Regions from separate parts of the Mus musculus genome. Here regions 1, 2, 3, 4, 6 and 7 are each linked to region 5. A link is a contact called in public HiChIP or PLAC-seq data. All regions are on one chromosome and are shown on one strand. Each heading gives the region's core, a stretch centred on a gene start, on an enhancer-like site or on the middle of the called end of the contact. The rest is flanking DNA. Distances are from core to core; before and after follow the strand shown. Region 1 has its middle 8.9 kb from the start of Gm31413. Region 2 has its middle 170 kb from the start of 4930528P14Rik. Region 3 has its middle 240 kb from the start of Gm13974. Region 4 has its middle 130 kb from the start of 4930528P14Rik. Region 5 holds the start of Meis2 (Meis homeobox 2). Region 6 has its middle 51 kb from the start of Gm39910. Region 7 holds the start of Tmco5 (transmembrane and coiled-coil domains 5).

Region 1 (3,986 bases), core at 731-3,230, 670 kb after region 5:
CGAAAGCAAAACTTCCAGGAATCCTTAGTCAGCTTATAAACAAAGACGGGCCCATACAGAAGTAATGAAATTTCCAACTGTGGAGAAAAGCACTCATTTATTTTGTTTTTAAATCAAGGAATGATTGATGTGGCTGCAATTTGATGTTTGCTTTTAAAGAGATTCTTTATTTCACTTAACTACCCGCCTGGATTCCCTCCGGCTATAAAACAGCCAGGCGTTGCTCACCTCACGGAGCTTCCAGGCTGGGCGATGCTCACCTCACTGAACTGCCAGGCCTGGGTTTAGAGAGGCAATGGCTTCTGGTCTTGGGATTTTTTCCTCCCCAGTAATTCTACGTTTGTTATAGGAATAAAGATCATGACATAGGCTGGTTCACTTTAGCTCCTCTGCCGCTAAGGTTTTTGGTTTTTCCTTCGGCATATTTACTTAGGCAAATGCTTCCAACCCATGGAGTTTTATGTTAGAAATCACCAAATTCAAGGAAAATATAAATGGCAAAGTGAGTTTGTTTCAGGATTTCTTAAAAGTGCCACTAAAGAATTTATATGCGGATACAAAACTGGTTTGGCACCTGTGGGGGTTTTTATATTTTGATGCTATATTATTGTAATTATTTATGTATGTTGGTTGTTTAAAGTAAAATAGCCTTCACTCTGACATCTCCACACATTTGTATACATGCTTAGATCATGTCCCCAGTGCAGTCTACCTCGTCGTCCCTTCTTCCCTCCCTGCTCTTCCCACTCTCTTTTCTCCAGCAGCCTCCTTCTCCTCTCAGGTCACTTTTCCACCACACAGTGAGAGAAAGCTATGAGGCTGGCTTTGCTTTGATTTTAGTTTACTCTTTTATTTTATTATTTTATTTGCTTACCACCACAATGTTATTTAATTCTTGCTGTTCCCAAGGTTTGTTTGTTTCTCTGTTGTGTTTTCCCAACAAAATGGTTTTTCTTTGTCATGCAAGTTTGGGAGGCCTGTACACAAGAGGTAAGTAGTGCGGAGAATCTTCTGATTTCCTTCTAGAATGTTTGCATAAAGATTTGTTTGTAAATTAAAAAAAAATTTGTTTATATATTGTTCTCTCTCTGTCTCTCTCTCTTTCTGTCTTTCTGTCGTCTCTCTGTTTCTCTTTGTCTCTGTCTTTACAACGCCCCCGACGCCGCCCCCCCCCCCCCCGTGTGTGTGTGCCAAAGCATGTGTATAGAGACTGGAGGGCTTTTGAGAGTCTGTTTCTCCTCCTTCCACCATGTGAGAAGTGAGTCCCATGGACTGCAGTCAAATTATCAGGTTTGGTGGCAAGTGCCTTTACCTACACACTCCTCTCGAAGGCCCTGTTGCGATCTTTTTTTAAAACTACCCATTGACACCTCAACAGCCAGGGAGGTAGAAGGTGGCACTCTTTGTTAGATTATCGACTCTATGTTTTATGATTTCATCTGTTCCAGAACTTTAGGAAGATGTCAGAAGTTACAATGGAGGTTTTGTCAGAGCTGAGGAGTGGTGTGTCCCCATTGCTTGTTCCCCCTTGGAAAGCTCCCAGAGGAACCATGGTCTGAAGGGTCTTCTGTGAGATTAATGAATGATGACAAGTCTATGTAAGGTAGCCAAGTCCCGCCCCAGTGTTTCATAATGACACACAGAGGTCCTTAGTACTACATGGCTCTCTGTAATAGGATCCAAATACAAATGCCAAGTGTCAGCCACCAAGCAGGTTCAAAAGTTTGCTCTAATCTATGGCAATATGGTTTTGTTACCTGGGACCTTTCCTTGAGGGGTGGCTCCATTGCTTTACTTCTCTGTGAACTCGCTTGTCGCTGAGTTCTACTTAAAACCATTTATGACTCCAGCAGATGGTTCTGATTTAGAAAGAGTGCTTTTTGAGCCATTTCTTTCTAACTTCCTTCCCCCTGGCCTCTGCCTCCCGGCTCTTCTCAGGAGCTAATTCCAGTCAGGTTGGAAATTACAAGCATGTCGTTTAGTGCCGGGAACGATGTGCTGACTGATGAGTAGAGGTAGGGTCTGAACTGGGGTCTCTGGGAGCAGCCTTCAATAGATTAGAGTATCACCCTACTGAGAAATGGACCACGCAGAAGCCTGATTTTCCTTCAGTCCAATTTAATTTTTCAGGGCCTGTAACTAAGACTGGCAGTTCTGAGCCCCTCGTTCCTCGAGCACAATTTATCAGCGCAAGGTCAGAGACTTCTTTTGGGCCTGTTTCTCATGAGCAGTGATAATTATGCATGTAGACAGCCTTACTCATATTATGTAATGTGCTGAATGACACAGGGAGGATGGTTTTGATTTAGACGCAGAAGCACCGTCACCAGACCCCAAAGTGTCCAACATCCGAGCAACCCAGGGATCACCTCTGATGTTCTGGATGAGATCCATCAACACACCCCCAACGAGGACACCTCCTTCTCTTTATGACTATCGATGGCTTTCAGCCTGACAATGCAGAAATGTGCCATTGACGTAGGCCACATTTGAGGGAGAGCGCCTTCTGGGCTTTCTCAGTCATCAGCTGGAGGGTGGCAGGAAATGTCTCCAGATAATGCATTCCTCTAATTACTTTTCTCAGATACCCTGCATCTCAGCTATTAATCAGGGAAGCTCCCATTTTTCCTTTTGGGAAGATTCACTTATTTGGCCCTCTCTTTGGCTTTGGGAATGAATGAGCTAGGCTCAGATCCTTACAAGTGTAAACAGCCCAGAGCTTCCTATCATTGGTTTCCATGGTATTTAGCATCACTTGAAAGAGAAGAGTTTCTAAGCAATGAGTGATACTGAAGGCAGAGCATTGGTGGATTTCTGGGCTAGGATTCACTATTAGACTCAGAATACTGGAGTGACACACAGCACTTATCCTTAAGAGGTAATGAAAGGAGTCTAGGATAATTTGGAGTTATCTACCACTTGAGAGATAATTAAATGCAATTAAACAGGTATTCAAAGGGTTCTGTGGGAAGAGAAGCACTGATGGACATTTGGGTGATATATGACTTAGGTCAAATTCAGTGCCATCCAGAAATATTACTTTTCTGTTTTATTTCCTTCATTTTTTTTTCAGGCAAGATTTTACTATGTAGTTTTTGCTATGTCCTAGAATTTCTTATGTAGATGAAACTGACCTTGACTTCACAGAGCTCTGTCTGCCTGTCTCTGACTCCTAAGTGCTGGGATAAAGGCATCTACCACCCAATTCAGACATATTTCTTGGCAGGCTCCACACTGAACAAACTAGTCTAAAACAGCCTTCTTAAAGTCCTACTTTCCTTAAGGGCTGCTGTTACAACTTTGTCGTTGTTGTTGTTGAAAATAAAAGAAAGAAACTAACAAAGAGCCTGCATGTCTTTATTGAATGATGTATTAACAACAGTAGATTCAGAAAATGTGCATCTACCATACTTTGCTGTGTTGGAGCACTGATTTGTAAAAACAAGCATCTTAGACATTTGTTATTTTTATATCGTTTGCCAGCTCCCCCTTCTTTAATTACATCCCAGGATTACTTATTTTCATGTGTGGCTGAAGATAAATATGTTTCATTTGAAAACTTTTCCTCAGTCACAAAGAGAAAAGGGGAACCCAGTTGGAATTGTGTGTACATGTGTGTGTGTGTGTATGTGTGTGTGTGTTTGTGGGAGAGAGAGAGAGAGAGAGAGAGAGAGAGAGAGAGAGAGAGAGAGAGAGAGAGAGCTCCACCTGTATTTTTTTGTTCCCCTTTATGTGACTTCAGTCTAATCAGATCCCTTTAGTCAGTGGATGCCAGCAACAACCAATTTACTGAAGTTTGTAGTGGGATCCTTTGTGCACATGGGTGGGACACTATTTATGCATGGTCTCCTGCACAGGTGGCAGTCTGCGTGTGAGGAATCAAGTCCTAACACCTGAAAAACCCGGACTTTCTAAAATATGTTTGATATATAATTTTAAGCATTATTTGAATACCAGATATAAATAAAATATTATATTCATTAAAT
Region 2 (4,259 bases), core at 1,244-3,743, 890 kb after region 5:
ATGATGGTATTAACTTATTAGCTTGGCTGTGGGAAATAATCTTATTATCATAAGGAGGACGGAGGTTACATTGTCTTTGTGTAAATCCTTCATTAAAGTTTCTCTAATAAACACTTTGGAGATCTGACTGTAAATTATATATATATTTGTATCTCTGTTGTTTCCCTCCTGCTCTCAGCTACATGCTGAAGAGCTGTGTGACTGAAGACGTCAGAGAAATTGGAATTTCTTAACTTTTAGGGCAAATTAAATAATTGTGCTTGGACAATGTATTAGTCTACCTTCTCAGTTATATTTAAGGAACACAGCATGCGTTATAATTGCTAGGAACAAAGTTTGGATGTATTTTCATATTTGTTGCCTCACAGATGACAACAAGACTTCTGTTTGGGTGAAGTAGGAAGAGTTGTAAAGATTAAATTCAAAATTCTGAAATATCAGAAAAAGATTTAATATTTAAATTTTTGTTTAGTTATAAATACTTTTAAACAGGCATTCTCCAAAGCTCCTATTTCCCTAATATTTATTGGAGTGCAATAGAGAAAGGGTAAATAGAAACGTGACTTTTCCCATCAGCACCTAATCAGTTTGTCACTTTGAGAGGATGGGTGGTGGATTTTATTAAATATCTTTTGAGATAAGGATAATGGGCTTGAAGGAAGTCAGGTGACTTTTTGAGGTCACACAACTGTGATGGCTATCATGACATTTGACTCAGGCTTTCTGGATTAGAAAACTCATGATTCTATTTGTTATGTTATAAGTTTGAATATGAGATATATGGGTGCTCTCACACAGGTGGCCCTACTTTTCTTTCTGTACCCTTGATCTCATTCTTCACCTATTCTGACATTCACTATCAGGATGTAATGAATATAGCGCTCTGTAAGACTGCAAATATGGAAAGCAACCTCGGCTGGTTTCTACAAACTTCACTGATGATTGTGGTCTGATATGATCTACAGATAGAAAGCAAAACTATGATCACTTCTTTAAAGTGTGTGCAAGGCAGGGTAAGGAGTGAGGTGATAGAATTACTGCGATCACTGAGGAAAGCTAGGAGTTGGGAAGAGTGATGTCCTTATTGAAGCCAACCATCTTAGTTGATTCTGAGATGGTGATATTCATGACAAAAGAAGCAGTGTGATTTCCTGGACCTTCTCTGGGTCTCAATGGCAAAATGACACCCTGATTTATTTAGCAATGAGACTGTTTCCAGCAGGTCAGCCACATCAGGTCATTTTGACCATCATGCAATCTCAGATTCATAGCAACACCCCACATGTAAGAATTGGAAAAGTTAAAACAGGAATATACTGAATTTAGAATTGAAATATGAAGCTTGTGTTGCTGAGACACTTTGAAATGGTGAAACCCTGCATGCTTCAAATATATTTTATCCCTTTAGGGTATACTCCTATCATTTTTAGAACTTCATTTTACAGAAAGTACTTAAGACTCATTTTTATATCCTCAGCATTTGAATCAGCCATTTTCTAGAAAGACTCTGTGGTAGTTTGAATGAAAATGGCCCCAAAGTCTCACAGGGATTGGCACTACCGGGAAGAATGGCCTTGTTGGAGTAGGTGTGGCATTATTGCAGGAAGTGTCTTCCTGGGGGCAGGCTGTGAGGTCTCAGGAGCTCAAGCCAGGCATAGCATAGCATGTCCCATTCTCTTCCTTCTGTCTGAGGATCCTGATATAGAATTCTCAGCTACCTTTCCAGCACTATGTTGCTTGCTCTGTATGCTGCTGTGCTCCCTGCTATGGTGATAACCGACTAAGCCTCTGAATTGTAAGCCAGCCTCTATTAAGTGTTTTCCTTTATAAGAATTGTTGTGGACACAGTGTCATCAGCAATGAAACTCTGACAGACATACTTCCCACAGTGAAGAAGGAGGCTTAGAGTAAGATATGAGTGCAGAGTCTACCTAATGCTACTTACCACAACTAGCTCAATGGCACAAGGAAATATGTATAGGTGTGTGTATATACACATACACAAACCAAACACATATTGACTTTTCCATCCCTGAATGCATGTGTATTTATACACATACAACTAAATTTCTATATCAATCTATATGTAGTGAGCTTGCAGATGAAATCAAATAGAGAAATTTCTATAGATACATGCAAATGGATTTAAATATGCATACGGTCTTGCATTTTAGGTGCATATGTTTCACATATATTTTATGTTTATCTGCATGTGAATTTATGCACACACACATACATAAACCTAAACTTATTCTAGTAACTTCAGTTCCAATCCAGCACCACAGCATTCCTGCCAACATCTTTTTCCATACATGTAATTTCCTTTTGGTGAGTGGAAAGTCTGTCTTTCATTATCCCTAATATATTTACTTATTTCTCTAAATCCTAGATTGCATAGAAAGTAATTTCAAATTTGCTTACTCATACCTCGGCAGAGGGAAAGGAAAACTCTAGAGTTCAAGTTGTTTACATTTCTTTTTGTATTTAACTGAGGGTATTTAATTCAACCGCCACAGCAAAAATGCTTGGATTAGTCACCAGTTCAGTTCTGCTGTGGTTAGGTAATTCATCTAAAATCGAGTTTGATCCACTTTGTTCTGTTTAGAGTTCATTTCAGGGATTTCCCTCGCCTCTTTCATATTATGCTTCATGCTGATTGCGTTTTCAGCATAGTTCTTGAAGTCAAGTATACTAGGAAACATCCTTTTTTTTTTGCTTTTAATTCATTTCTTCCATTTTTAAAACCACCTACTTCCATCAACCACTTACAGCAAGCCCAACCTATTACTGTAAGTTTTCCTGTCTCGTTTTGGCACATATGAGTAAATACAGGGATCTTTTCATAGTTTGCCTATTAATTCATATCTTTCTTTTGTTGATGTTGTTGTTAAAACACTTTATTCAGAGGCTTAGGGAGAGGTTGAAGAAATCCACACTGTCTGCTGCCCGAAGGACAGATCTTAGAAGTCTCCCCATGGCTAAGGGGTAGTTCATATTTTTCTTATTTTTGTTATAAGCTCTTAAGTAGAGTAACATAAACTCCACTATACCTGCATACTCCAATTAATAGATAGTAAATTTATTATTGATGATTTTTCTTCATATTTTGAAATATACAAAGTAATAAATGATTTCTTATGTGTATCTTTAGATAAAAAAGGATAGTGCAGGGACAAATCTAATTTGAGTAGATACTATCAAATTTTTCTCCATAATGGAAATTTATATTCCTACCAGCAATGTGTTTTCCCACTATTTTCTATTAGAATATTCTTATACTTTTAAAAATAGATATTAATTAGAACCTAGGTATTTGAAAATATAGTCTACCATACTCAAAATATGCAAGTAAAAATCAAATAAGCATATTATTGTTTCAACTACTATGTAAACAAAAATTCAGTTTTTCTTTATTCTTTGGGGATAATTTGCCTATTTCCTCTCAATGTTTAAAATTTTCATTTATATTAGTGAAAACAATGTTTTTTTCACCTGTGACACATTTCATAAATAGTTCTGTTAAGTTTGTTAGTGCTTTTTTATTGTATTTTTATAAAATTGGCTTTTAAGTCCAGTGGTCATGGCATATGTCTTTAAACCCATCACTTGGGAGACAGAGGTAGGAGGATCTCTGTGAGCTCAAGGACAACCTAATCTACAGAGTGAGTTCCAAGAAAGCCAAGGCCATGCAAAGAAATCCCATTTTGTAAAAAAGAAAGAAAGAAAACCAAACATGGCCTTTAAAATACAATGTAGACAACTTTATTAGTTCTTGTCTCTGCTCTGGGCACTTGTGTATAAAAAACAATACAATGACATTTAAAATCGCTTGTGTGTCCCTTTGTGTTTGTTTCCTCTTTCAAATTCTCCAGGCCCAATGACAACTATTACTACCAGGTTCCAGTTCAGAGCAGTGCATTATTTACTACTGTGTATGTCTGAGCATTTAAGACACTGTTGTTTTTCTTACCTCCATCAAGTATATTACACATTCTTCGGATTTGCTGCTGCTCATCACTCTTCCACCTAGTTATCTATCTTGCCATGAATGGGCTTACTGCTGTATTGTTATCCTCTATCAATATAATGTGGTACATTTCCAGATTTTTTATGAGAAACCAAAAATTTCATATTCTCTGTGCTCCACCACCACCAGGATTAAGCCATGTTCATTTCTTAGACACATGTACTGATAATGAAAACATACAGAAGCTTCCTTGGAATGTACATAGAGGAAAGCAGTTTACAAGATTTCCAAT
Region 3 (3,709 bases), core at 894-3,393, 970 kb after region 5:
GAGAAGGCTCACCGCCCCCCGCCCCGCCACCCCCATCACTATGACTTTAACAATCATCTGACCAGGCTCGTATAGAAATTGTACTGCATTTTAAGCTTTTCCTCAGGTAGCCCACATTTTCCACTCACACAGGAAGGCAGCAGTTTCTCAACACGAGTCTCTTTCATAGAGGAAAAGAAAATGTGTAAAGTATTCCCCAAGCGATAGTAAAACTCACAGCTTTTACTGTAATGGCTTTGTGTGAACTGCGTTTAGCGTCCTTACCTGGTATATAATCTTTTGGTTGGGGCTGGTGTTTTTTTAATGCTCGGCTGGATGATTATTTTTGGAAAGCAAACTTGAACTTACAAATGTCACCACAATTTTCTTGTAATGATAACTTTACCTAAGGATTTAAGTGGGTTTATTCGGCAATCTGATATACATAATCCTCACAGAGAGGCTGCGAGTCTATGTGTGTGTGTGTGGGTAGCAGACACATGAAGTGTACACAACACATAAAGAAATCTTTCAGCAGCATTTGACACATTATACAAAAAGTATATTTATCAGAGCAGGGTGCCATTTTATAGTAATTTAATTCCTAATTCTGGCCAAACTTCAGCTTTCTTGGTAAATCTATGTGGAAGATGGAAGGATTTGAATTATAATTTTGTAAAATTAAAAGATTTTCCAGATTCAAGATATAATCTGTTGTGCACAGTTATAACTTAATGTATTTATAAGCATCAATCACATTATTCAAATCTTACCAATTGATAGAAAATGGGGATGAAGAGAGAGGAAGGAAAAATGAAAATTGAAAGGTATAGATTCTGTCCAGCTCTGGTTCTAAAGGATTTTCAAACTTTTAACTTTATAAAACTTTTATTTACAATCATTTATTGTGTGTGTGTGTGTGCATGTATGTTCTTCTGTGTATGTTCATGTGTACATGTGTTCATGTGTGTGTGTTCATGTGTATGTTTGTGTTCATGTGTTCATATGCCTGTGTGTATACATGTGCATACCATTATGTGTGCATGGAGGTGAGAAGCCTTCCTACAGAAGTCAGCATTCTCCATGTATATTGATCAGAGGATCAAACTCAGATCATCAGGCCTGATAGCAAACTTTTTTACTCACAGAGACATCTTGCTGACCCCCTAACAACTCTAAAAGACTGTACCCAAGAGTTAATCATAGATTTCTTCTTGAGAGATTAGAAAGATGATCTCTAAGCTTCACTCTAAACTTTATTCTAAGTGTTCTAAGTATCTTCAGTACATCTAGAACTAGAGTGTTTTGAAGAGGTAGAATGTCTTAAAAGAGATTATTATTTTCTACAGAAACTCTGGGATGTGTCAAGGCTTTGAGTGCAGGTAACTGAAATTAAATGGGTTTGCTTCCTTTAGGCTATGTAACTTTTCTCTAAACCCTCCTTTCTATGTCTGTATTATGAAACTGGAGGTTTATTGTGAGGATTAGAGTTGAAAACACCTCTAGTTCATGATGCTGAGAAAGTTTTTGATAAAGGTGGTGATGATGGTGATGATGACGATGGGTTACAATGATAATGAAGAAGAAGACGACAACAAACATCGAGAAGGGCGACAACAGCAAACTTTCTATCTTAGAGAGAAATCTCAGGCCAGCCAATAAGAACAGGTTTTTGTTCACTTATCCCTATGTCATGTCCTACTGTCTTCTTTTCCACTGAAGATAAGTCACACTACTGTATGCTAATGTCTCCTTGAGAAAACTGTTTTAGTAGAGAGCCATGCACTTTCTATTTCTCTCTTCTGTGGAATAGTCAATGAAGATCATATACTAAGTGGCTGTGTACTGTTGCAGGTTGATCCTTGAAAGTTAATAATAATGACTACATTTATAGTGTAAAAGACACTTGAAATTCTCCTATGCATGTATGTATCAAGTCAAGATACTAAACTCATTTTAAAAAGGTAGATGGCAATGACGTAAAGTGGACCATGAGTTAAAAGATGTGTGCTTGAGTCAGTTTTGTCAGTAAGTGAACATTTGAACTTAAACAACTCCCTTAACTTGGCTACAGGAAATTGAGCATCTTTTATTTACATAGGCACCTCTCCCTCTGTCCATTCCAAATTCTTTACAAATCATTTAGTCATTCAGCAAATATTTACTGATAATATCCAGTGTGTTAGGTACTCCCCCAGACACTGGACAGCCATTGTAAGCAGAGACTGACCGAAATGTTCCTTTCCTCACGGGAACTGACTGTCAATAGATGAGACGCAGCAAGCAAAAATTAATGTAATATCAGGTAAAAGTCCCAGGAAAGCTAGCAACTCAGAGGTCAGAGAGCCTGAAGTGTCTTATGTCTGAATTTACATAAAATGGCAGGGGAGGTAGTACTTTTATATATCCTGAATTCAAAAGCAAAGATGTCACTCATTTCTATAGCAGAATCAATTATTATAGAAATGTAAGAAATTAAAGAGTTTCATCTTTCTCTTTAAGAGATATTTCATTTTAAATTATGTAGTTATTTGTGTATTTGTGTCTCTGTGTGGGTCTGTGCACATGAGTGCAGTGCCTCGAGAAGAGGGCATCAGATTCACTGGAGATAAAATTTGATTTGTTCTAGGAATAAAATTTGTTCCATTTTCAAAGAACAGTGTGAGGATATGGCAGTACAGACAGATACCAGAAATGGAATTTCTAATAAATAGTCACCTGTGTCATACTCTGGTAGCAGGGTGATGTCCTTGAGACCTTGTGCCATTTGTGAAAATTGAGCATTATCTCCAAATGACTGGCAGTTTGTTCTGAATCCACAGACAAAGCAAAATATTTTACTTTCAAAGGGCAGTAGACCTAAGAAGGCACTTGATTGGTCGCGACTATCAGCTCCTGACTCACAACACCAAAACCCAAAAAATCTCTCCAATGATTCTGGCTTAAAGCAAACTCACTTGAGGTTGTTAATGGCCTATTACTCATCTTTATGTAAGCTGATGTTTCATCTGTGAAGAACAACTGTTCTCTGAAATAGCTTTGTAGAGAGACCCTCTTATTTCTACACATGGCATTTCTAACCACCATAAAGGATATATTTATGAAAGCAAATAGGAGAGAAAATGTGTAGAAACCTGATATTTTGTTACCTCTCTCTGGGATGTAAGCAAATATCTGGCAAGGAGTAAATTAAAGGAAGAAAGGCTCCTTCTTGGTTCATAGTTCAAGTAATACAGTCGACCATGGCCAGGAAGGCAGAGTCATGAAATCAGCTTCCGTTCATCATAGTGGAAGGCTAATTGCTCACCTCTCTGTTAGAGTAGGAGATAGAGAGGGTTATGCGGGCACTCATCTGGCTTACCACTTTCCTCCTTTTATTCATCCTTGGCTCCCAATCCATAGAATTATGTCATCACATTCAAGTTGTGTCTTCTTTCTTCAGTTAATCATCTCTGAAAACAACCTCACAGAGAGGCCAGGGAGTGTGTCTCCTAGTGGATTCCAAATCCAATGAAGTTGATGGAGGTTATCTGCCATGTGAGAGGATGCTCCCTAGTGCTTACTGAACACTAAGTGTCCTTCAACACTCCACTCAATATCTATTCACTAGTACAGTTGTAAAACATTCTTCTGAAGGAGGCAGAGGCATAGAGAGGCTATCTCCCACTCTTTGCGTAAGCACTCATAACAAGATAACAGTGGTTGGGCCATCATTTGAACCCAGGCACAC
Region 4 (3,751 bases), core at 295-2,794, 850 kb after region 5:
TGGCTAGGTGGCATAATGAATTGATATGCAAGACAGAAGGACCTAAGCAAGGCTTATGCAAATGCCAGTGGTTGGGGTAGGGAGGTGCTTGGCTGGTTGTTGTCTTGATGTACTATGGTTACAGCATAGACCTGTCTGGAATTATGCCTTCTGATGTTCTGTGGATATCATTTAGGGGGAAAGGGAAATTTTCCCAGGAATTATTTCAAGGTACATTTTTTTTTCCTACAAATTTTGCTAAAAGTGTATCCAAATCAGGATTTTTCAAAATGTATTTAGTGTAACATGTTAAATCACCTACTTGATACCTTATGTGAGGTCCTTTAAAAATTGAATGAATATATATTATGAATAAAAATGATTATAGCAAGTTAATGTTGACATTGTAAAAACAGGAATGATCATGTAAAGACAAAATTTTATGGAGGTAAAAGAATCAATCTAGCTGGTAGAAAATGTCTACTGAGGTTGAGGCCCAATCTGCAGCGCCCTATCCTGACCTCAGTCTAGAGAGAGGCAGGCAGGCGGGCGGGCAGGCAGACAGTTAAATAGAATGAATCTTGGACACATAAAAATATAAAACCTGTAGCCAAATGGATACATTGCATTCTATATAATATGAAGTATTAATAGAACCAAAGAGGAATTAGATGTGTTACTTTGACAAGCAATGGCGTTGTTATCAATTCTTCATGCCATCTAAAGCAGCCAAGCTTGCTCATTTCATTACTAGACACGTCTCATACTGTGGAAAACACCAACCTGTTGGATCTGGTCACAAGAGTAGCTGAAACTATCTTAAAAACCATTTAGGCTCTTGGTGATCTATTCCAGCTGTCTTATTGAAAACAGTGTGCATATGTGGCTTGGAGCAGTGAGCGAGAGTCTCTCTTATTTATTTTAGTAACTGTTTAGTACATGTTGTTTTGCCCAGAGAGCGAAGGACCTTCTGCACTATGTGGGGACTTATTTCAAACCTAACTTTTAAATAAACATCATTCTGCAAGTGTTCTTCGTCGCTTCCAATTGTCCTCATTTCCTTTCATTTCTAAAGCAGCAAGATCAAAAAGGGTAGAAGAAAACAGAGCCAAGACCCAAGGCCTTTAGTCCCTCTTTCTCAATAGCACTGCACCAGCCTACACTTCGTTTTACTCCTCTCTAAGAGAACAGGGAAGTTCTGACAGATCGCAGGAGAAGAAGCAAAGAAAACATATATTGATAGAAGAATAATACTGTTATTTGCAAATGAGACTCAAAAGACGCTGATCAGCTAACTCCAGACAGCACATGTTGAACTCATAGGCTTTTAACCCCCCAAAGCATTCTTTCCAGGAAAAGCTCCGCTTAGCAGTTTTGATCACACAATAGTTAATCTTAAGCATGCGACTTTCGCGATCAACTAAACTTTAGTTGTGGATTGAATGCTAAGTTGTTTTCCTTCTTTTGAACTTCCAAGGCCTTTTTCCAGATGGTGTCAGGAGGCACACTGCTTGTGTGTAATTCCTGATGACTTTGAAAGCTCACTCCATCAGGAATGCCTCACACCCCACTGGGACCCCGAGTAGCCTGCCTCCCCATATGTTCCTCACTCCCTGCGCTCCAAGTTCCATGGCTGCCCTGCCTGCATAACAAACACGAATGCGACTCTGGACCTGGATTTCTCCCAGATGAGCTAACTTCAAAGTAACTGCAAAGCCTCTAGGAGAAGGCCTGTCCTTTCTCCATCTGTGTGACCACGGCCAGCTCCCCACGTCTGGTTTCCTTACTGACTGAGCGATTCAAAGAGGTGGCAAGGGTAGTGAGCATAGGATGACGTTTCTGTTCAGCCAGAGCTGCAAGTGAGTGGGGGGAAAGGGGGCAAATTTAAAATTTCCATCTGGAACAACAAATTAGGTTGAGAATGACAAATTCAGTGCAAGTAGCAGGTTAGCAGCGACAGGGCATCAACACATCGCCTGCGACTTTGCATGCCATTATTTAACATGTTAATATATCACTATTATGTGCTCATTACTGACGGCAGCAGCATGGCGGAGAAGAGATCATTATTTACTTGAGGGCTGTGGCACTGACTGATGAGGATCATATAACGTGGCAGACAGCCTCGCTTTCTCACGATAGAAAAGAAGTAAAACTTGCTCCTTTTTGCTTGTGTGTAAGTGGAACTTGAGAGATAGAGGGCTGAGGTAGCATGGGCTTGCCGTTTCGTGTATGGCCTTCCATATCGCTCCCAGCTGGAGTATACAAGATCTATCTGCATGTGCTTTCAGGTTAAACCTTTCCCCTTCCCCTTCCTCTATTGAATAGACTCCCTTTCTTGGATCTTCCTTAATCCTCAAAGGTTTAGGATGTTTCCCCACAAATGAATTTCTTTCTATTCCTACAGAGACCATGATTTTTTTTTTCTGGAGTATCTTTCTAGTTGTTAGTGTTTGCCCATTGATCCAAATTTGAAGGGCATAGGTCCAAACGCAGTGCTATTTCAGAAATGGCAATTGAATCCAGATGGTCTCTCTCCAGTGTTGCATGGAACTGGCATCACGGGTTCAAGATCTACTTTCTGCTCTGATGCTGCCTGGTGGGAGGGAAAAACAGCACAAGTAACAGGTGATAGAGGGCATGCCATCAGACTACAGGGCACGCCATCAGACTACCACCTTCTTCCAAGCCAGAGACACTGCACTTCACAACCTGTGTTGTTTTCAAGTGAGATGCTCAATAAATTAACAGCATGCTCAATAAACCATCATCATCAACAACAACAAATCACTCTTCATGGAAGATGTTCTCTGCTATTTAGTGGAATAAATATATGAACAAATTTTCTTTGCTTGTATTTCCCACCAGTGTTCAAATTCCAAGTCCTTTCCTTTACCAGAGGTAACAATCAAAAGTGTTCGTGGGCTTTGTTGCTAATTATGCCAAAATAATCTGGCCCTTGTTGTTTTAAGCCCTAAACTGATAGGGATGGATGGCAATTGGTTGCATTGCTTCAGGCTGTTTTAGCATCACCACAGTTGGGTCCAGAGCAGGTCAGATATTATCATAGATTCAGAAAATATCATTTTCTCTTTTAGTTCTCACCCTGTTGAGCACATTTGGCCATAATCAAAAAGCAGAATGTCTATAAAAATGTATTTCGTTTTTGCAGTTTTCATGTTGTGCTGTGTCAAAAGCACATAATCAACAGGTTTTCTATTAGGACTTAGGTTCTTGTAGTGTTGGTTATAATATTGTTTGAATCATTTGAACAAACTCATCATCTCTGGATGCCTACATCTTGCTCATCTACTAATTTCTGATAAGCTAATTTTGTAATTTGCTTTCATAAACTGAAGTAGAAAACTGTTTGGATTCTTTTGCTGTGATATGTTGACATTTTTGACATATTAAACTTACTATTTTTCCTTTCACTATCCATTTCACTTTGTCATGTTTGGAGTTTATTATTAGTATATAACTATTTCTGTATTTTACTCTGTATTTTTTAAGGCAAGCTGTTGGATCATGTCTATAGTTAAATGGGTTCAGTATTTCCAATTCAAAGTTCTTAGTTATATTACTACTTTCTAGGATAAAGAAGATCCTTCATGATTGCATTTGTTTGATGATTAGAAGCCTCAGCAAAACTAAAGAAACTTATTGTTCATTTTGAAAATCCAAAACTATAGAGTTCTCTATGAATTTACTAAAAATACTTTCTGGACAAATGATAACATCAGAATAAAACAGTTTTTTGATATACTTAGGG
Region 5 (4,087 bases), core at 1,492-3,991:
ATTCACCAGCCCTAGGAGAACGAGGCCAAATTTCCTCAGACTCCGCATGGAGTCTCGGCATGCAGTAGTTTTAGCTAGCTTGGGATGTTCAGAAGCTTGCTAGGAAACCAGGAAGATGCTAAATGGGAGAAAAACCTCTCTCTCTCTCTCTCTCTCTCTCTCTCTCTCTCTCTCTCTCTCTCTCTCCCTCCCTCCCTCCCTCCCTCTCCCTCTCCGTCTCCCTCTCCCTCTCTCTGTAAGTCCTCTCTCTCTCTCTCTCTCTCTCACACACACACACACACACACACACACACACACACACACACACACACACCACTCTACTATACCTAACCACTCCCATCCACCCCCGCCCCCATGAGAAAGTCCAGTCAAAGGCACCCTTGCAGGAGGCGCTGCTTTCTGTCACGGGATGGTTCAGAGTTGGGGAGGGAGGCCGCAGTTGAACAGCAAACCCTTACTCTGTTTGCTATTCTCTGGGCCTGGGGCCCGGAACCCAGGGCGAGGGTGAGAAGTTGGGGAGAGGGCGCGCTCCCAGTGCGTGGCTGGGTCGCGCTGCCAGCTGCCTGGTGGCGGCAGGGTGAACCCGGCTACGCGCGCCGGGTGACCAAAGCTCCGCCCCCAGCTCTCGTCTCTCGGTGATTGACGCGCAGCCGCGGGGAAACAGCAGAGCAGAGGTAAAGCCAGCTGGAACTCCGGCCAGGGATTGGGCGGGACCCCGGCCAGAACTAGTTTCTACCAAAACCTAGTCGGGTATTTACCTTTTTAACCCTACTCGCTTCCTTTTCCTTTTGGGAAAACTTTAGGAGCCAGTCCCATGGTCCCCATCCAGCGAAATCCTCCCGGTGTAATTAACTCAGCCTTTAGCCCTCTTTACAACCGCTGCGCCCAGGGCAACCACAACAAAGCTGGGCAGCCAGAGCCAGCCACTCCTCGCAAGCATCTTCTGTCTCACATGCTTTTTAATCTTTCTCCTCCGGTGCTTCCTAGATCCAAGATTCACTTTAGAGGCGCACAGCGGTCACGCGCACGCACGCACGCGCGCGTACACACACACACACACACACACACACACACACTTGTCTACATCGGTAAACAACAAACACCAAACAACTCCCTCTCCTCTAACTCCTACCCCACTAACTCCCGCCCTACTAACTCTCATCCTGCTTTCTCCCTCCAGATTGAGCCCAGGACCCCTAGACTCTCAATGGTGGTCTACACTGTCTGCAGCGCACCGAGGGACTATGCTCCGAGTTCAGCTGCTCATATCTTGTACTAGACAAAAATGAATATTGACAAAAAGGGCTCTGCATCTGCACGAGAAAGAAAGTACCACTTAACAACAACAACAACAACAACAACAACAAAAATCCTAGCCTGGCGGTGGTGCAGTTGGCGGAGCTTGCTGCTCTAGGTTGTAGTGGCAGAGTTCGGGACCTAGTAATCCGCCGGCAGAGGAAGGGGGCCGCGGAATTAAAACGAACAAAAGCTAGAGCGCCATGCCAAACATCCCCAACGCGACCCAGTTAGGCAGGAGCCAAGAGGAGTGGTGGGGAAATAAACGAGAAGTAAGTTGAAAATAAAAAGATCTGAGTCTGTACCGTACTTTCCCTGTGGCTTTCTGCAGTTTTCCTGTCTGCGCTCTCCCTGTCCTCTTCCACCTCTCTTCCTTCCCCCTCCAATCACGCGTGTTCTCTCTCTCTCTCTCTCTCTCTCTCTCTCTCTCTCTCTCTCTCTCTCTCTCTCTCTCTCCCTCTCTCTCCCTCTCCTGTCGCTCTCCCTCCTTCCCTCCCTTCCCCCTTTCCCCCTCCCTCATCCCCCCTCCCTCCCCTCTTCCTCTCCCTCCCGCGTCGTCCCCCTGGAGAAGCAGGCTTGCTGATTTGCTCCGGTCCTCTCCGCTCCAGCCTCCCCTTCCCCAGCCCCCCCCCCCCCCCCCGGGGCCGTCCGACCGCACTCGCTGCATATCAGAGGCTCCGCGCTGCGCGCTCCTCCTCGCTCCAGCTCCCCACTCTCGGGATGTGTCTCCGCCGTAGGACGGGCTATGGCCACCACGACTTCCGGGTTCCGTCATTTCGTTCTCCCGCCGCCGACCCGCGCCGCCAAACTGAGGCTCTACTATAAGCCCGGCTGCAGCCAACCTGCCAACACCTACTGACACTCACTCATCTCCCAGAGAGAGAAAGAGAGCGCGAGAGAGCGAGCGCGAGTGAGAGCGAGCGAGAAAGAGAGAGAGGGAAAGACAAAATACCTACCAGAGAGGGGGGGAGGAAGTCCAATTTTTGCAAACTATTCATTTTTTTCTTGGTTTTCTCCTTGCTTTCTTTGAACAATACTTTAAAAAGAGAGGATCATATTAGAGCTATTTTGGGGGCAAAGCTAAAAGAGGGGGGAGGGGGGAGGAAGAATTCAAGAAGCAGAAACCCCTCGCGGAGTTTTACTGGAAGAAAAAAAAAACGGGTCTGAAAGATTGCTCCTCTTCATCATCATCAACCATCATTCATTCACTACCTTGACATTCCGGGCTTTGATTGACAGCTGGAGTGGCAAAAAGCCATGAAACTCGACAGTTCGGTTACATGTGGGCTGCTGACTGGCCGCTCGTAACCTTCAGTTCGGGGGCTTGACAATTTTTTTTCTTTTTCTTTTCTTTCTTTTCTTTTTTTTTTTCAACTAAGAGGAAAAGAAGAGAAAGAGGAGTAAAGGAGGACCGAAGAGGAGGAGGAGGGGAGGGGGAGGAGGGGGAGGAGGAGGAAGATCAGGAGGAGGAGGAAGAAGAGGAAAAAAGAGAAAAAGAAGAAATATCACTGAAAAAAATTCTTCGTTTTCTTGACTGGGCTTTCCCCACCCCCCAAAAAATAACATTGGAAAATTGGGAGAAGTCTCCTTGGTTTGGAAAAAAAGGACTCTTCAACCTAGCTCACTTTCTTATCCGGACTGGGATATTAAATATACGACACATCCAGGAGTTTATTGGAGCGCAGACTGATGGCGCAAAGGGTAGGTTTAAATCTCCAACACTTACCTAGATATAAATCCTCTCCTACAGGGCCCTGCCCCATGCCTTCTCTCCCTTTGAGCTGGCTGCTGCTGGTTGCTTGATGATGATGGCGGCCAGTATTTTAAAAAATAGTAACAAAATTATTCACCGGCTTCTTTCCCCCCTGTGCCTCTGCGTGTGTGAGAGTGTGTGTGCGTGCGTGTGTGCGTGTCTGGCCGCGCGTGTCCCAGCGCTGAGCGAGCGGGCGGGCGGCGAGAGCGTGTGAGTGGTGTGTGTGTGTGTGTGTGTGTGTGTGTGTGTGTGTGTGTGTGTGTGTGTGTGTGTGTACTTGTGTGCAATTGTTACACGCTTTCGCCTCGCTCCAGCTTTTACCCCGGCAGCGTGATTCCCCGGGTTCTCTGCGGGCGGCGAGAGCGTGTGAGTGGTGTGTGTGTGTGTGTGTGTGTGTGTGTGTGTGTGTGTGTGTACTTGTGTGCAATTGTTACACGCTTTCGCCTCGCTCCAGCTTTTACCCCGGCAGCGTGATTCCCCGGGTTCTCCTGCCGCCGCCGCTGCGCCTCTTTCGCCGCTACTCGCGCGGCTCCGGGCGGGCGCGGGCTGCGTAGGAGCCGCCGGCGTGGGGCCGCGCTGCCTAGACTAGCCCCGGCTGCTTGTTTTGTCTCTGAAATTGACAAGGACGCAGGGAATCCGCTGCTAAATAATGTTTCTGGTAACTTTCACGTTATTCCTCCCCACCCTCAGCTCCTAGCCCCCGGGGAGGCACCGACCCTAGTCTTCCCTTGTCCTTGCCGTTCTCGGCCTGATTATTAGCGTTTTTCTTCTCTTTATTTTGTTTCATTTCGCCCTTTGATTTATTGGATCTCCTGGAGGAGGCGAAGGGGGGTAAGGGGTGGGATCCGGGGCTTCCTTCTCTTGCTAACTCCACTTCTCCCTGGGTTGGCTCGCTGGGGTTCTGCAGCCTCCAGCGGGAGCGGGGCCTCCCTGTGCCCCCCCACCCCCCACCCGGCGTCCCCGGCCTCTCCGCCTGATCTGCCTTCCCTGAATGCTGCTCTCGGCTCAGACTTTAATTTTAAAATTTACGACATCCTC
Region 6 (4,171 bases), core at 856-3,355, 600 kb after region 5:
GATCACAGCGAGATGGTGAAGGACATTGATGCTCTGTGTGGGAGGAAGAACTTTCAGTTCAGTGCTGTTTCTGTTTGTTGTAGCTGATTTATTTTGTATATGTTTCTTACAAATACTGGATTCCACCTTTCTTTATTTTAAATGACTTGTGTAAGACTTCCAATGTAGGTACTCATGAAAGAATAAACTATATTATTATTAGAATAGTCATCCAGGTAGCCACCAAATGCTTATTGAGATTATTGTTAAGACTACTATTCATTCATTTAACTGAAACATGTAACCAATGAAATTATGGGAATGAAATCACTTAGGAGGGTAAGATAGCCTGTGAAGTACATATACCATTCTGCAAAGTTTGGACTTTTAATCACTACTCTGAAATTGGAGCTTGAAGAGAACACAAATGTATTCCTATAAGCAAATTCTTAGATTCTTAGTAATTTAACAGATTGTTACATAGGGTTTTTATTTCCTCTCTGTCTTAGAGTGGTGGGAACCTCAAGCAGAGGAAGCCAGGGCTAAGAGTTGCATAATCCCAAGGATGGGACTAAGAATTTGTTCTATATCTTTCAAAGCAAGAGAGTGAAAACCTGTTTTTAAAAAAACCCAGCATGAATGAGCTGGCATCTTATATACTAAAGAGTTTGTTTGTGTGAAGGATACAGTTGAGTGGCTTTCAACACATGCACATAGCTGTACAACCATCACAATTTTATTGGACATTTTTATTACCTCCCACAAAGAAACTCATCACCATCTTGCCTTAATCCACCGCCTCTCAAATTCTACACACCCTCTAGTTAGCTTTCTGCTTCCTTAATTTTTCTCATAGCCATTTCTTCAGAATGGAATTGTCCAATGTGATTAGTTTGTGTGTTCTGTTTACACAAGCTGTATGAGATAGCTCCAGTGCAGCTTCATGAGGATCATCTCTAAGAGATATATTAGTCCCATGCTGTGATACATGGGGCTTCCCTTGAGGGATAGCAGAGGATGGAGCAAGAGTCTTGGCAACAATGACTTTCACTCTGGAGTTTGAGATGTACTGAAGCTGAGCTTGGTCACTGCATGTCTGTATTGTTGGTGAGCAGAACCATTTACAATGGTCTTTGTGCTTGATTGTTGCTTGCTGGAGACTAAAGTCCCTGAACAAAGCACTGAAAGCTGAAGAAGAATAAAAAAAAATAGCTTTGGTGTAGATTGTTGACTCCTTCTTCCTTGCCCGTGCTGCACAAGTTTCAAAGAGCCACGAAGTCACGATGAAATGAAGAATCTGAGTTTGCATTACATGAACATTAAAAGAAACAGCTTTGGCCTTTTTCATCTTTCTCCGTCACACTGTCCCCTACTGAAGCTTTGGAAGATACTGAAACAGAAGTTATATTAGGTAAGGAGAGAGGTCAAATGGAGAAACACATCCCGTTCACCTTCCACTTGCAAAGCAGGCATGGGTTCAAGTAGGGGAGCAAGCTTTAACACAAAGTTTTGATTTGGATTGGACTGGATATTTTTACAACAGAAAATAATTCCATTCTAGTCCCAAGATATTGACAAAGACTCGTGAGCTAATTTTGAGTCTTTTTCACTATGAGCTATGGAAATAGTACAATGAAACTGTATAGTTTTCAGTCATAAGGTGATAGATAGTGCAGTCCTGCCATAAAAGCCTGACTACAAGTAGCCATTCATAACTTTTGTGCAAGCCTATGGATTGGAGTGCCCTTCTAGATTGTCAATGACTCTAGGGATTGCTTAGCTCACCTTGTGGATTAAAGACCAACATCTTAGGAGATCTCAGATCTTTTGATAACAGTTAATTTGATAAGTAAAATAATACAGAAACAATGCTCCCATTTCATGTAGTAATATTAGCACTTGAACTAACAAAAGTAGACTGTGTGGTTAGTATACTCTTAGACACTGTGTTGCAGTACTGGCTTAGTCTCTGAGAACCCAGGTCCCAGGGTCCTGTGTTTGGTCATGTCGGGCCCAAAATCAGGGAAAAGCTTATTGGCTAAAAAGCTTGGCATGACTTCTTAGAGACCCAGAGCACGGAGGCCCTTTACACAAACAGAACAAATCCCTTTCAGTGCTTTTAGACCTTAACAAATATGGTGATGTGTAAAACTCTGCTTCCCCCACCACACGGCCAGCCCCCACCCTGCACACTCTGAACTCTTTTCAGCATTTCTTAAATCTGCACCATTGAACAATCTGAGTTCATTGTAACAAACACAATCTCATTGAATTCAATTCTGAAGAGACTTTATACATGAGGAAAAAAGAGGACTGATCCTGTATTCTCTTTAGTTTAAACAAGGGGACAGAACACAGCAAATGAGAAAGGAGAGCAAGCTGAGCTCACTGGAATGGATGGGGAGGGACAGAGAAAGAGAGAAAACTCCATAGGCTTCTATTTGGTAAGAAATCACTCTCCAGGTGTCCTAGGAGCAAAAGCACAATGTTAATGTCAGGGACTGTTAGGTGTCACGGGTACAATTTTATTTCCCTATCATAACATGATACATTTGATGTAAATTCTTTTCTATTGAAGGTAGGGCCTGGAGTCAGGGCCATAGAACCTATAAAGTGGGAACGGAACTGCATGCTGGTAGCTATTTGCAGAACCAATAAAGATTAGAGCAATCTGAGTGTGTATAGTTTGTATTAGCTTGCCGGCCATCCTGAGCTGATAAACCTGCACTGTGGTCCTGGCACATGTGATGCAGTCAGTGCCTGGTAGCATTATGGTGATCTGAGGCACTTTCATTACTCACCCATTCCTTCAGTTGTATCCAGGGTAAAAATAATAAGCCATAAGCTTCCCTGCTGCTTAACCTAATACCAAATCATTTCCAATTCTAAGCCCAATGTCTATTATTCAAAGCAAATTAAGTGCAGGCAGACAGATTTCCTCTTCCTTCTCTGGGACAGCTGACCTCCCTCCCCTGAAGCTGTCGACCCATGCAAATGTTACACTTAGGATCTCACTCTTGATTTTAGGGTGCTACAAATCCCTAATAACTTAACAAGCCAAACACAGAGTTAGCTTTGCAATGTTTCAGCACACAAATTAGCTAGACAAATAAGAAGGATTAAAAAAAATCTTGAAAATAGCACTTATCATCAGTCTCCCATTCAGAAATAATGAAGGGAGATGGTTTATACAGATTTAGTAATAAGACATGACATAAATGTAAATATAACACATTATGACCTTTCTTCTGGAGAACAATCAGCATTTGTTCATTATTCAGAGCCTCTTTGTTTACAATGAATGTGGCGATGAATCGAAGTTATGACATCAATTAGATCACAAGTTTATATTATTTTCAAACAGAGAAAATGCAGATATTTTAAGGTAGGTGGCAAAAATGATGAGCTACTGTCTATTCTTGGTCTCTAAATGAGTTATACATATTCAAAAAAGCAGCATTAAAGATGCCGTACAAAGCCAGGATTGTATATTATGTTCCCCCTGAACAAAGATAACATTTGTAGGATCCCATTAGCAATAAATCTTTTAGATTTTTTCACTTAAATTCTTATGATCCCAATGGGAAGAATAGATAATCAGTAAATAGAACTCTGATACCGGCCAGGAATTTCCCCGAATTAAAGCTGAAGTAACTTGACAGGGATATGAAGAAAAAAACTCACCTGAGGACGCTGATGAGTGCATTTGAATCTTTCTTTAAATGTGCCACTAAAATGAAAACAAAAGTACTTACCTTGTCACATTTGAAAAACACAGGAAGTATAATATACAATTACCAGTGATATAAAGTAAATATCTTTGGATAAAAAACAGTCACAGACCATAGCATAGTTTCAAAGAATGTAAGCTTTAATGTGTTTTAGAAGTATCGCATAATAAAATCTAAATAGTTTGGTGTTATTTTTCCTCTTAGTGATTTTAACAGTAGAGCAAAAGATAGACGGAGAATTGTTTTTATAAATTCTTTGTTGTATCACTCCAAGCAGTAGTTATGTCAGGAAAGAAAAACAAAAAGGTGAGGGGAGACTAAAACACTCTGTAATATTGTATGTAGAAACAATATTATAGTTACAGGAAGTCATGATCAACTTTGACCATGGTATGTAAGTGTCTGGCACTGAAGGAAATTCCCAGGAAGCCCTGGGGGATGAAATACTGGAGGAGAAACAA
Region 7 (4,010 bases), core at 981-3,480, 810 kb before region 5:
TAGTTGTGTGCTTACCAATCTGGCTGTTTCTTCCTCCAGCTCCTGCAGAGCTTGTTCTCTTTCCATCACAGTATAGTTTTCCTTCTCCCACTCCTCGTCTTCTGCAGGGTTCCCAGTCTGGGTGATCTCATGTTCTAGCCTGGATGATGCAAGTATAATCCATAAGGATCCACAATAAGCTGCTTCAGAAGTGGTAAAACTCAGGTGTTTGGTGTAAGAGCGCTTTCAGGACTCCATGTGCATCTTGAGCTGGCAACCCTCCTTTCCCAGACCCATAGAGCCAGGTTTATTTGTTAGCTATATAAAGAATGACCTGCTTATTCCCTGCCAAACACTGCAGTGGTTAACTCAAGGTGACCTCTGCCTGGACTTTAAAGTAAATATATTTTCAAACTTGCTGTGTTTGAAGGTCCTTCCCCCGGAGAAATGTCGGAGTGCTACATGTGGCAGAGTTTGGTAGGACAAGGAGGTAAGTTGAGGTTTTATTTCTTTCTGTCCAACTCCACATATTTCTGGCTGGGAACTTCCATCATGAACCTTAAGACTCACCTCTGGATTTCATTTTCTTTTTCTTGTATCTCGAGAAGCAGCTCCTGGTTGGCTTCATCTATTCTCTGCATATCCCTTTCGAGGTCCATGTTCAAGCTGATAATGTTCTTCTTTGATTGGGCCAATCTCAAGATTTCCATTTTTTCTGACCTGTAGGCTCAGCCCCACAAATGAACAAGGGCTGGTTATCTCAAGAGCAAAAAACTCTCTGAGCCAAGAGCCAAGTGGGCTTTCTAGAAGAGAGGTAGCTCATCCCCTCCGCTCTTCCTGGGAGCACACTTTTCCATCTCCATTTCTTGGAAAACTCATACATCTTAATCACACTCTACAATGTGATTCTCAACCCATCAAGGGACATCTCTAGATAACGATGCCTCTACAGTCTGATTTCAAGAGAATCTTTACTTCCTTAAATAGCCGTGTACTGGAGAGAGCTGTTTCCCATGGCAACCTTTCCCTAAATTGTTCTCAAAACATGCTTATGCAATACACTTTTATTGACTATTTTTATCTAGGCACCTGCTCCATCACTTCTGAGTTAGTCTGACTTTATTCAGAGACAGAAGCTTCTACTCCCATAATAGGGCTTCAATCTTTCCCTCTTCCACTTCTCTTTGACTTTCTGATTATGATGGTTGAGATTCTCATAGGAGGGCCATTTCAGTGAGTACATCTTATATTTCAGGAACATCATTCAAGAGTACAAACATCAGTTTTGGAAAAAAAAATTGTGAACGAGATGATAACTTTAGGAGGAGCACCTAAGTCAAGGGAGGCTCGCACTAAACTTTTTCTAACATGTAAAAGAATTCATTGTCTTTGGAGTTAACTGGGAATAGGGTAGCATGACCCAGGGATTGTGTTTCGGGCAGCATCAAAGTCCTGTCTTGGCAGAGCTAGCTTGTCTGGGAGAATTTACAGTAGTTACCACTTCCTGTAGAAGTGGAGTGCTTTGGAAATGGAAGGAAGGAGGAAGAAGTGACCGGAAGACGAGGGAAGGTCTGAGCATCAGGCCTGCTTCCCTCTTGGTACCTAGACTGCAGCCTTTCATAGTCGCCGCTACTTACTCATAGTCCAGCTGATTTTCCTTCTGTTCTTCCATCGGAGGCCCCTGAAATGTCAGCAGAGATGTGGTTATGAACAGGGGCAATGGATCCATTAATCTCCCAAATAGAAAGTAAATGAACTTGTTTTCTCCCTTCATAGCCCCGGGATGGTCATGACAGACACTCCAGCTCTTTCTGTTCGTCTGACTCTGCATCAGGAAGGGAGGGTGCAGAGATCTGCTGGAAAGAAGTCCAGCAGTTGTCTTGCAAGCAAATGCACCTAGAGGCTGTTTGCCATACTAACGCAATTTGGAAATCTGAACAAAACACTAGAAAGAGACAGAGGTGATCAGTTTTTTTTTAAGTCTCCTTTCTTCATGACCGCTGCTTTCTTAAAGGTCTCAGGGCACAGATATCGGCGTGTCATTGCCCTGGAAAGCCTGGATGTTCCCCAGTCCCCAACCACTGCCAGCTTGGTGGGAAGTTAGTATTAATCAGGGATCAGAAAACCAAGTAGAAAAAGACTCTGTGGCCCTCTCTGCCCTATAACCTCCTCTACAAACTCTACCTCCCTTCTACCGATGTGCTTTGGCTTTCTGATCCTGCCCTAATCAGGAGCTTCTTCTTAAGACTCTCATCTCTTCCCACTGGAACCATCCAATAGAATCTCACAACCTTCCATAGGGTTATGACTCCACAACTGCCACAGGACGGGCAAGCAGCATGTCACCGTGGTGCCATTGGCAACTGGTTCCTGTTATCTTTCCAGTGTTAGAACTTCTGTGGGTGTGTGGACTTTATGGTTAAGTCTGCCCTAAGCATGGACATACTTCAGGGAGTCTGGTTTCTAGGCAGTATAAAGCAACAGTATTCCTTATTATGCCTGTGGCAAACAGCACTTCCTTTGCCCAAGTGGGATGAAGATGGGGAATTTGGTCTTGTGGCCACAGTGATGCCACCATGTGCCCAACTAACAACCCATTCATCCCATGGGAATTGGGAAGTAAAAGTTACCAGTGTCTTCAAGAGGGAGCAGGGCAACCCAAAACACTTATCTTTGTGAGGTGTGTGTGTGTAGGTTGATTTTATTTCATCCAAAGAAAGAATGCGAACATAGGAGCAAGGAAGGACTTTGCAGTTTTAAATCGGATGGTGCAGATAGAGCCACGGAGTTTCCTCGTGTTCGAAAGTAGCGTGCCAATCTGTGAAGCAGCTTCATTCATGGACATGAGAACCTGTGCTGGATAAATGCAGAGACCAGCAGGTAGAGTAATACCATGAAGATCCAGTTTTGCCTGCAGAGGCTTATGGGCACATCCTTGCTATGGTCTGAGTTTCAGAGACTAAGAATCACCCACCAAAGACTAAGAAATTACTAGAGATTTTTGATATTGACAGTAATTCCTGTGATTATCTCGAATTAGCTCCATTATGTCTCCTTTAATGGAAAGTCATTCACATAAAACAAATAATATACATTTTTTTACACCTGAGCACACGTATATGTCAGTGAATTCTCCACAGCTGCTAACTTCTGTATGTGAGTCACAGAAACCTGTCAACTTTCGGGCCTCTACTCAGGACCACAGAGAGGTGATTTGTGAGCCAGACCGACTTCTTAACATACTGAAGTTTCTAGCAAACTATTCGTAAAATTAACCGCCTCTGATGACCCCCATTACCATCTCCTGAAAGAAGGCATTTCATTGCTTTATGAAGCTGTACACAGAAGAGTAATTAACAATTCAGGCCAATGGCTTCTCCCAGGAATTGATGGTAGGGAGAGTTCATTAACCCCAGCTGGTTATAGCTTCGCCAGGAAATGCCCTGGACCAAGGTTATTGCAGCCCTTAATGGATTGGATAGGGACTTTAACTGGGATTAAAATAAAGCCGAGTCTCCTTCCAGGGGAGCCTTTCTCCTTGAGGGGCTACTGAAGCAAGCTGGGTGAGTGGCAGAGCCTCCAGCTTGGGGCCCTGCAGGGATGAAGACAGCAGATTGCTACCAGTGAGAATCATTAAATCAAGGTGGAAACAGGGCCTTGGGGGCAGGTTAAGGTTTTTGATACAAGCCTCTTCCTGCAGACCACAGATGGCTTGATTAACACCCGGTTCAGCATTCTGAGCAGCTGTTCTCCGCGGTAAAGTTTCTATGCCCGCCCTCTCTGGGGGAAGAGTGGCTGAGATCCATTCCTTGTCTCACTCCCTGCTGTCAGAAGCCTCTCTGCCTTTGTGTGCAACTCTGTTGGGAAACTCTTGCCCCATTCTAGGCTGGAGCCCCTGCTGGAGCTGCTGGGCCTGTGCCCATTTGCTGTGGGGACTGGCCAGGTAGGTGCCCCTGAGCCCTTGGTGGAAGGTGCTGGGGCTCCTCTAGATGCGCGGCGTGGGTGGAGTGGGTGGGAAATGGAAAGCTATC

Evidence for each region. HiChIP or PLAC-seq counts read pairs in DNA pulled down with a chosen protein or histone mark.
Region 1: a contact with region 5 is called in an H3K4me3 HiChIP or PLAC-seq map of craniofacial prominence, with 5 times the contacts expected there. The contact joins the enhancer-like site here to the promoter of Meis2 in region 5. A contact is called at or near these places in 3 of 39 promoter capture datasets (embryonic stem cells, erythroid cells and second pharyngeal arch cranial neural crest), 8 of 484 Hi-C or Micro-C datasets (adipose-derived mesenchymal stem cells, cranial neural crest, embryonic fibroblasts and 2 more), 14 of 115 datasets of contacts at active chromatin or transcription factors (the NIH/3T3 cell line, bone marrow-derived macrophages, cardiomyocytes and 11 more) and 3 of 9 other capture datasets (adipose tissue, embryonic stem cells and liver).
Region 2: a contact with region 5 is called in an H3K27ac HiChIP or PLAC-seq map of the NIH/3T3 cell line, with 7 times the contacts expected there. The contact joins the enhancer-like site here to the promoter of Meis2 in region 5. A contact is called at or near these places in 3 of 39 promoter capture datasets (the 3T3-L1 cell line, embryonic stem cells and erythroid cells), 1 of 484 Hi-C or Micro-C datasets (rod photoreceptor) and 5 of 115 datasets of contacts at active chromatin or transcription factors (the NIH/3T3 cell line, craniofacial prominence, embryonic hindbrain and 2 more).
Region 3: a contact with region 5 is called in a FOXA1 HiChIP or PLAC-seq map of pancreatic cancer cells. The contact joins the enhancer-like site here to the promoter of Meis2 in region 5. A contact is called at or near these places in 10 of 115 datasets of contacts at active chromatin or transcription factors (craniofacial prominence, embryonic forebrain, embryonic hindbrain and 6 more) and 3 of 9 other capture datasets (adipose tissue, embryonic stem cells and liver).
Region 4: a contact with region 5 is called in an H3K4me3 HiChIP or PLAC-seq map of craniofacial prominence, with 5 times the contacts expected there. The contact joins the enhancer-like site here to the promoter of Meis2 in region 5. A contact is called at or near these places in 7 of 115 datasets of contacts at active chromatin or transcription factors (craniofacial prominence, embryonic forebrain, embryonic hindbrain and 3 more) and 3 of 9 other capture datasets (adipose tissue, embryonic stem cells and liver).
Region 6: a contact with region 5 is called in an H3K4me3 HiChIP or PLAC-seq map of embryonic forebrain, with 4 times the contacts expected there. The contact joins the enhancer-like site here to the promoter of Meis2 in region 5. A contact is called at or near these places in 4 of 39 promoter capture datasets (embryonic stem cells and erythroid cells), 2 of 484 Hi-C or Micro-C datasets (embryonic stem cells and neural progenitor cells), 17 of 115 datasets of contacts at active chromatin or transcription factors (the NIH/3T3 cell line, astrocytes, bone marrow-derived macrophages and 11 more) and 2 of 9 other capture datasets (adipose tissue and embryonic stem cells).
Region 7: a contact with region 5 is called in an H3K4me3 HiChIP or PLAC-seq map of neural tube, with 3 times the contacts expected there. The contact joins the promoter of Tmco5 here to the promoter of Meis2 in region 5. A contact is called at or near these places in 4 of 115 datasets of contacts at active chromatin or transcription factors (embryonic hindbrain, embryonic midbrain, neural tube and 1 more).

Annotation. Positions count from the first base shown.
Region 1 is chr2:115,390,230-115,394,215 of GRCm38.p6, reverse strand. No RefSeq gene overlaps it. Among named protein-coding and RNA genes, the nearest start is that of Gm31413, 8.9 kb to the right of the region's middle. Within about 2 kb of position 1,980, at least 16 of the 459 cell types and tissues checked have an H3K27ac peak or open chromatin away from gene starts, as enhancers often do. A contact at or near this core is called in craniofacial prominence, embryonic limb bud, nephron progenitors and 1 more, where this site is marked.
Region 2 is chr2:115,170,540-115,174,798 of GRCm38.p6, reverse strand. No RefSeq gene overlaps it. Among named protein-coding and RNA genes, the nearest start is that of 4930528P14Rik, 170 kb to the left of the region's middle. Within about 2 kb of position 2,493, at least 9 of the 459 cell types and tissues checked have an H3K27ac peak or open chromatin away from gene starts, as enhancers often do. A contact at or near this core is called in the NIH/3T3 cell line, where this site is marked.
Region 3 is chr2:115,091,740-115,095,448 of GRCm38.p6, reverse strand. No RefSeq gene overlaps it. Among named protein-coding and RNA genes, the nearest start is that of Gm13974, 240 kb to the right of the region's middle. Within about 2 kb of position 2,143, at least 8 of the 459 cell types and tissues checked have an H3K27ac peak or open chromatin away from gene starts, as enhancers often do. A contact at or near this core is called in pancreatic cancer cells, where this site is marked.
Region 4 is chr2:115,211,609-115,215,359 of GRCm38.p6, reverse strand. No RefSeq gene overlaps it. Among named protein-coding and RNA genes, the nearest start is that of 4930528P14Rik, 130 kb to the left of the region's middle. Within about 2 kb of position 1,544, at least 23 of the 459 cell types and tissues checked have an H3K27ac peak or open chromatin away from gene starts, as enhancers often do. A contact at or near this core is called in craniofacial prominence and neural tube, where this site is marked.
Region 5 is chr2:116,063,712-116,067,798 of GRCm38.p6, reverse strand. Meis2 (Meis homeobox 2) reads left to right here and starts at 2,741. Exons shown (of 12, transcript NM_001159568.1): 1 at 2,741-2,997. The coding sequence starts at 2,986. G630016G05Rik (RIKEN cDNA G630016G05 gene) reads right to left here and starts at 574. Exons shown (of 5, transcript NR_153841.1): 1 at 459-574.
Region 6 is chr2:115,458,760-115,462,930 of GRCm38.p6, reverse strand. No RefSeq gene overlaps it. Among named protein-coding and RNA genes, the nearest start is that of Gm39910, 51 kb to the right of the region's middle. Within about 2 kb of position 2,105, at least 21 of the 459 cell types and tissues checked have an H3K27ac peak or open chromatin away from gene starts, as enhancers often do. A contact at or near this core is called in embryonic basal ganglia and embryonic forebrain, where this site is marked.
Region 7 is chr2:116,876,925-116,880,934 of GRCm38.p6, reverse strand. Tmco5 (transmembrane and coiled-coil domains 5) reads right to left here and starts at 2,230. Exons shown (of 12, transcript NM_026104.5): 1 at 2,168-2,230; 2 at 1,617-1,660; 3 at 550-699; 4 at 16-139. The coding sequence starts at 1,651. Gm13990 (a long non-coding RNA gene) reads left to right here and starts at 2,288. Exons shown (of 4, transcript XR_374895.4): 1 at 2,288-2,859.